Regions from separate parts of the Oryctolagus cuniculus genome. Here region 2 is linked to region 1. Evidence: chromatin contacts called from public Micro-C data. All regions are on one chromosome and are shown on one strand. Each heading gives the region's core, a stretch centred on a gene start, on an enhancer-like site or on the middle of the called end of the contact. The rest is flanking DNA. Distances are from core to core; before and after follow the strand shown. Region 1 holds the start of RFX7 (regulatory factor X7). Region 2 holds the start of TEX9 (testis expressed 9).

The links. A called contact is a pair of places that touch in the nucleus more often than the background predicts.
Region 2: a contact with region 1 is called in a Micro-C map of ear pinna, with 4 times the contacts expected there. The contact joins the promoter of TEX9 here to the promoter of RFX7 in region 1. A contact is called at or near these places in 2 of 6 Hi-C or Micro-C datasets (ear pinna and an unstated tissue).

What each region holds. Positions count from the first base shown.
Region 1 is chr12:78,906,991-78,910,898 of mOryCun1.1, reverse strand. RFX7 (regulatory factor X7) reads left to right here and starts at 1,774. Exons shown (of 10, transcript XM_070054229.1): 1 at 1,774-1,908; 2 at 3,403-3,568. The coding sequence starts at 1,785. LOC138844690 (a long non-coding RNA gene) reads right to left here and starts at 2,752. Exons shown (of 4, transcript XR_011380915.1): 1 at 2,295-2,752. It also overlaps the pseudogene LOC138844689.
Region 2 is chr12:79,061,617-79,065,524 of mOryCun1.1, reverse strand. TEX9 (testis expressed 9) reads right to left here and starts at 2,003. Exons shown (of 12, transcript XM_002717709.4): 1 at 1,859-2,003; 2 at 1,660-1,751. The coding sequence starts at 1,885.

The sequences.
Region 1 (3,908 bases), core at 525-3,024:
CCCAGTGAGTCAAACTGAAGCTCTGAGAAAACAAGCCACGTTGATTCTGGGTGATTCTGGGTCCTCAGCACAGTGTTTACTGAGAGACGTTTACACACAATTTGAGGAGCACATGGCTACCCTCTTGCCCTTACAGAGGGTCTCTGGGTAAGGCCTGAGGCTCTACCCAAAATTCTGGGTAACGTCATCCATTTTTTTTTCTTCAGTTTTCTCAGTGGCATAATTTTATTCACAGCCTTCTCTGAAGACAGTAATAAAACACATTTCACAAGTGGGCAGTGGGGGCTGACCTCCCCCTACCCCCAGGACAGGCAATAAGGTCTCTTCAGCCTGATACTATCTGCTACTCTCTCATTACTGGGTGACCCAGGAATTCTCATGTCTTCTTCAGGGGCACGTTAGGTCCTAAAGGCCCAAAGGCCTCCACACACACCCCTCTCATCAGCACCGTCGGTAGAGGGCGGCTTAGGGTTGCAGTTCTGCTGAGCCCTCTAGTGGTTGCTGGGGGAAACATGGTTTTTTTATGCTAAAAACTCAAAGAGTTGCACTCAGGAAGCCAGCCCATGTAATACCAGGTAGGGGACTGTAGAGTCTTGGTTGTCAGCTGCGTTTTTCTAAGGACCTAAGCAGATCTCAGTCGGCTTCCTTCCATGAGTTTCCCACTCCCTATCGGCCCTTCCTAGGATGTGGCAACATAGGGCCACCATTCTCTCTTGGCAAGTTAAGAAAGTAGAACCTAGGAAGTTGGTAACTTTTTACTTCCTCCATCTTCCCCATGGATATAGAGCTCATAGATAAACATTCAAGGGTTTTCAATATAACCCAAGTTGTAGCATGGTTTGCAGGTTCTGAAATTAAACTTTCAGGATCAAATCCTGGCTCCTTGCACTAACTTCAGAATATTATCTAGCCTCTGATCTTGTTTTATCTGTAAGATGGGGAATAATAATCTGTACATATAATTTTGGGGAGGAATTACCATGATAATGTATGGCAAGTGCTAGGTGGACACACTGAACATGTTCAATGAATGGCAGCTACCTCTATGCTTCTTCAAAGCTTCTGTACAGTGCACACCATGTCTGTCAGTTTGGTCCAGAAAAATCCTGTCTTTACAGAGGGCACCTAAGTGAAATGAATCCCCTTAATAACCTATAGTTTACTAAAGTGGTTAAGCTAATAGTGACCTCAGGTTATGGAAAAGGGGGTTCATTTGTGTGATGCAATCAGTGCAATGGGTATTTAGAGTACAAAAGAATCCCAGAGTCCTGGATCCTCACAGAGGAGCTGTGTGTGATACACAGGTGTCCCTCTCCCACCCCATCCTCACCATGTGCAAGTATTCAGGGTAAGTCTGGGCTTGAAGTCTGTGAACCAGGCCCGAGGGCACCGTGCACAAAAGCAAGAGGGTTTCAGGCCAAGGCAGGGAACTGAGCACTCAAAGGCCAAGCCACTCATGCCAATCAGATTCACCATCCACTGGGAATCTAAAGGGTGACAGGGCCTCACAGCCCAAAGTCCATGCACAACAGGAAAGTGGCCAGGAAATCTGACAGGTAGAAACCTGATAGAAACTCTTCAAGCTGAAGGGCTCCTAACACCCACAGGCCCAGAGAAAGGTCAGCGTGAGCCGAGCAGCTGTTGCATCTGGTGCCAGGGCCTTGGCTGTTGTCTTCTACACCCAGGCGGCTTAGGCCTCCCTGACCAGCCCTACCTAGAACAGCCAATCCTTGTGCTCTTAAAGGGGACTGGCTCGTTTGTGGCAGAGGGCAAAGCTGTTCAGTATGAATGGAAAAGGGGGAGTGGTGCAGAGCCTGTGTGTGTGTGTGTGTGTCGGCGGGGAGGGAGGGGGTTTAACTGGCTCCAAAGGACGGAGCTGCTGGCTGAAGCCTAAGCCTCCATGTTGTTGTGAGTATTGCACGCGTTTCTCTCAGAGCCAGGCAGGGGCCTTGGCTGCCAGGGACCCTGACAAGCCGCGACTTGAGCCTATGCCTTGGAGCCTGGGTTGAATTGGGAGCCGTATAAAGGAGGAGGGAGGGCATTCCTGGAAAGGGGGTGGGGTGGGGAGGTGCAGGGGAACCGCATGAGCAAAGGCACGAAGGAAGAATGCATCTGCTGCGCGCTGAGGATGGCATGGAGACTGGCCTGATTGGAGCCCGGAGTTCTTGCAGGGGGATGAAGGGAGCTATGATTGGATAGCTAAAGTGGGGCCAGATTTGGAGGGCTTTGAATGCCCGACCGAGGAGCACTCAACCCAGCTCCCGTCTTGCGACTTCCGTTCAAGACCGAATTACCTCGAGGGTGGTGGATTCCAACGGGTCCTCAGCGCTGGGGGCTTCTGCAAAGTCAGCTTAGCCTCTTACCTGCCTTCATTTGCGGAGGCAGGAAGTCATCCTCCTGGTCGAGGGGAGGGGGGCTCACGTTGATGAATTTCACTTGACCCGCTTCCAAGATACGTTCTCCCCCCCACCCCACCCCCCAAAAAAAATCCCATTTCCACGCCAAATATCATTAAATGTGGTTTCTCCACCTCCTCTTCCTCCTCCTCCTCGCGCAAGTTCTCTTTCTCTCGCCGGCACCTCCCCCACGCTATCCCGGCCTCCGCCACCAGCTGGGCCGGTCCCCTCTCTGCCCCCGGCGGCGCGCGCTTCTCGGCCGCGCCGGCCCGCGCCCGCCCTCCGCACCCGTGTGCCCCCCTCCCAGCCCCCCGCGTCCGTAACCCGCACACCCTCGTCCACGCCCCCCCACCCCCCCTCCCCGGGCGGAGCGGTAGGTGTTGTGCCGTCTGCGCCGGGCCGCAGTGCGGCTGCGCGCACTGGGCTGCCTCCGGGGCTGGCAGGGCAGCAGCGGCCGCGGCGGCGGCGGCGGCGGCGGCGGCGGCGGGGCCGGGAGCGAGCGGCGGCGGCGGCGGCGGCGGCGTGGGGAGTGGCGTGGAGCAGAGCCTGGGGCTGCAGCGGCGCGGGGAACCCGGAGTAGAAAGCCCCGGGGCAAGGAAGGAAGGCTGGGCCGTGGAGTCCCTGATCAGCCGTTCTCGTTGGATTTTGGGGGCAACCTGCCCCCCGCACCTCGTCGTCAGACGCCCCCTCCTCAACCCCCCCCAGCCCCGGCCGCTGACGGGAGAAGGCGGCGGCGGCGGGGGGCTGAGGGGCGCCGCCATGCCTCTCCCGCGGTGAAGCGCCCGGCCGCTCGGTCTCCCCGGTGATGTCCCCCAGGCGGCAGGCGAAAGCGACTCACTCGAGCTCTGGGGTATAGGCCTAGCTTATCCAGCTTCCTTCCTCCTCCTCCTCCTCCTCCTCCTCCTCCTCCCCTCCCCCCCTCTCCCCCCTTCGTCCTCCCCTCCCCGTCTCTTCCCTCACCCTTCCCCGCGCCCCCATCTTCCCTCCCTCCCTCCCACCCCTCCAGCAGCGATGGCAGAGGAACAACAACAGCCGCCACCACAGCAGCCTGATGCCCATCAGCAGCTTCCCCCCAGCGCCCCCAACTCGGGGGTGGCTCTGCCAGCCCTTGTGCCCGGGCTGCCAGGGACAGAGGCCAGCGCGCTGCAACACAAGATCAAGAACTCCATCTGGTAAGAGGATCCTCCATCGCCGGGGTGAAAAAGCCCAGGCACATTGCTGCTGCAAAGGGGGTGGGGGGCGGCGGGCGGGGAGCGCAGCTCGAGGCTGATGCCTTCATTCAAAGTGGGTTTCCAGAGTCGAGTGCGTATTTGCAGGACCTCGGGAGGCGTGGGGACTTTGCAGCAGCCTCTGGTCTCCGTAGCGCCAAAATGCTTTAACCCCCTCCTCAAGTGGGAGTGCAGATACCCAAGTTATTTGTGTTTTTCGCATGGTGTAACAGGAATATTAAGGCGTATGGCATGATGGCAGCATGAATTTGGACCTGGGCATGTGAAATGTGTTTCCTCCTTT
Region 2 (3,908 bases), core at 754-3,253, 150 kb before region 1:
TCTTTTGAATTGGGATAACAGGCCCATTTGATAAGGGAGAGAAGGATGACTGCCTGCCTACATGCTGTGGCAATTTGGCTTGTGTTTAGCCCATCTAAAGACAGTGCACTTCAGTATTAATTTTTTTTTTTTTATATTTGACAGAGTTATAGACAGAGAGAGACACACACACAGAGAGGTCTTCCTTCTGTTGGTTCACTCCCCTAATGGCCGCCACGGCCAGCACTGCGCCGATCCGAAGCCAAGAGCCAGGTGCTTCCTCCTGGTCTCCCATGGGGTGCAGGGCCCAAGCACTTGGGCCATCCTCCACTGCCCTCCCGGGCCACAGCAGAGAGCTGGCCTGGAAGAGGATCAACCAGGACTAGAACCTGGCGCACATATGGGATGCGGGGGCCGCAGGAGAAGGATTAACCAAGTGAGACATGGCGTCGGCCCCCTTCAGTATTAATTTTAAATATGCTTTGATTTTACATATATGATAGTAACTATTTAACACTCTGAAGAATTGCCAGATTGTTTTCCAAATTTTAAATGTTTTTTTTATTATTATTTCAAAGGGAGAGTTAGAGAAGTATCTTCCATCTGCTGGTTCACGCCACAAATGGCTGCAGAGGCCAGCGCTCAGCCAGGAGCCTAGAATCCCATCTGGGACTCCCACGAGGGTGCAGGGGCCTAAGTACTTGGGCCATCCTCTGCTGCTTCCCAGGTGCATTAGCAGGGAGCTGGATCAGAAGTCGAGCAGCCAGGACTCCAATTGGGGATCTTACAGGATGCTGGCACTGCAGCCAGTGACGTAGCCTTTGGCACCACAGTTATTCTAGTTTTAATTAAAAAGAAGGGGTTGCTAAAATATGCTTCCATAAGAATGTCAGATGGCAAATAAAACAAACATGGTCTCTGCCCTTGTGGAACTGTCCTTTAGTAGAAGAGACACAAAATCTAAAACCAATGAATTGACTCTAACAAATTATACTAATTACAAAAGAAAAACTCGAAAGATAGCAACAACAAACAACACATAGCCTAGTATTTAACGTAATCAAGGTGGAAAGCAGGTGTGATCATCCTCAAGGAAGAGAAGGAAAAAGTTTTCAGAACTAAAAGGCCACCAAGATTGGAAAAGTTAATAGAAAACAAACACACACATAGAGGCGCGGGCACAAGATCAAATAAAAGCATAGGCAGGAGCCGGATGCGTCAGTTTCTGAAGCGCGACAGGAAACCAGTGCGGCTTTTCACGCAGAGGAACGACATGCTCAAATTAACCAGAGTGCCCGGGCTTCTGTGTGACAACGGAGGATGAGAACGGTACTTCCAGCCGCACGGAGAAACGTGCTTTCAACCTCCAGAGAAATGCACCTCACGTCGACTCCAGGCCCTGGAAGTTACGCGAAACCAGGAACCGAAAGTGGCCGTGGCGGCTCCTGCTATCCGAATGCTTTCAACAGTGTCATCTAGCTAAAGAACACGTCTCCTTGAGCAAGACTTTCGCCCCCTTCAAGTATCTTCTGAGAGGCAAGCGAGGAACCACGGCGGCCAGGGGGGGCGGGATGCTGGGAAAGCAACGCTACCCGGGGGAGCAACCCCAAAGACGCGGCCAGTCTCCCGGAAAAGTGCTCGTCAGAGAGAGAAAAAAGGCTCAACTTCCAAGTGTCTTACTTATATTCTTCCTCCTGGGCGAGGAGGTCCCGTCGGGGAGCCGCAGGCTGCCGCACGCGCGACGGGAGCGGCGTCCCGGGAACGCTGCGTCCCTGTAAAAGAGGCAGAGCCTTTCAGACCTGGAGATCAACTGAGTTATTAGGCCTCCCTGCCGCGGAGGGCCCAACCGCCACCCCCTGGAGGCTGGGGGTGAACTGACCCTCCGACCAAGACTTCGCCCCGCCATCTTTCGCGGCCACGACGCGGTTACCGAGGCAACGACGCATCTTCCCGCGAGAGGTTCCGCATCCCGCAGGGGCGGGAGGTCCCTTCCCTCTCCCCGGGCGCTCGGCGCGAGCGTTGGGGCCGAGCCCGGGGGCGGGGCAGTGGGCGCGGCGGCTCGGCGGTTCGGCGGTTCGATCCAGCTCCACCCGGCCGGTCCGGGAACCGGAGAAGCCGATGTAGTGCTTTGACTAAAGCCCGAGTGTATTCTCGAATAGGGGTGAAAGGGCTCCAGCCAAAGAACGCAGGTCTGTTTCTAATACTCCATAGCAAGCAGGCGAGTGACGCCCTACCCTGTTGTGCTTTCCCAACCATTCGTGGCCAATGTGAGCCTAAGCCCCTTTATGTAAAATGCATTCTTTTCTCAAGTTCTGATTTCTAACGTTTATTCAGAGCGGGAGGAGCTCGGGCTGTCAAATCGGTCGGCCTAAGTTCATATTCTGGTTCTGCTGCTAAGTACCGCCGTGGGAAATCCCTCTGTTACCTCAGCTGCCTCATCTGTGAAATGGGAGGAAGAGTAGTGCCCAGTTCACAGGGTTAGTCTGAGGCATAAATGATATCAGCCTGAGAATCAGGGAACACCGTAAAAAGTCCCCGGTGCCGGTTATTCCGGAGTCAAATTGAGAGTCCAGAAATAAGCCTTCACATGAACGAGCAACTGATCACCAGGGTAGTCGGACATTCAGTGGGCTAAGAGTACTCGACCACAAATGGACAACAGTTGGATATCCACATGCAAAAGAATGGATTGGACCTTACCTTATACCATGCACAAGTTTTTAAAAAGATTTATTCATTTATTTGAAAGGCAGATTTACAGAAAGGCAGAGGCAGAGAGAGAGAGAGAGAGAGAGAAAGAGAGGTCTTACATCTTCTGGTTCACTCCCCAGATGGCCCCAGTGGCCAGAGCTGAGCATATCCGGAGCCAGGAGCCAGGAGCCTCCTCCAAGTCTCCCATGTGGATGCAAGGGCCCAAGGACCTGGGCCATCTTCCACTGCTTTCCCAGGCCATAACAGAGCCGAATCGGAAGTGGAACATCTAGGACTTGAACTGACACCCATATGGGATGCCGGCACTGCAAGTGGCAGCTTTACCTGCTATGCCACAGCACCGGCCCCACCATGTGCAAATATTAAAATGGAACAAAGACCTAAACTTCAAAGCTTAAACTATAAAGCTCTTCAAAGAAATCATAGGTGTAAATCTTCATGCTCTTGAATTAGGTGGTGGATTCTTGAATGTAACACCAAAACCACAAATGAAAAGTGACGAAAGAATAACGGATAAACTGGAGATCATCAAAATAAGCATTTTTGTTTCAAAAAATTGCAATAAAAACACAAGGAGAATTTTACAGATTATGTATCTGGAAGAGGCTTATGTCTAAACTATATAAAGAATTATTGAACTTCAAAAGTAAAAATGCAGAAAGCCAAATCAAATATGGGTAAAGGATCTTTGATAGTAATTTCTCCAAAGATACTCAACAGATAAACAGAACAGGTTCTATATATTCAGTCTTCACAGAAATGAAAAATAAAACCTCCATGAAATACTACTTCACACCCACCAGGCAGGCTATAATCAAAAGGATGGACAAATAAAAGAGTGGGGGAGGAAGTAGAGGAATTCAAACCATCATATTCTGTTGGAGAGAATGTAAAAAGTTTTCTTTAAAGTTTATACATAAAATTACTGAGGCTGGCATTGTGGCATAAAGAGTAAAGCTGCCACCTACGATGCTGGCATCCCATATGAGCGCTGGCTGGAGTCCCGGATGCCTCACTTCCAATCCAGCTCCTTGCTAATGGCCTGGGCAAGCAGCGGAAGATGGTCCAGATCCTTGGGCCCCTGTACCCAAGTAGGAGATCAGGAAGAAGCTCCTGGCTCCTGGTCCTGGCTCCTAGCTCCTGGCTTCAGCCTGACCCAGCCCTGGCCATTGCTGCCATTTGGGGAGTGAACCAGCAGATGGAAGAATTAAAAGGCC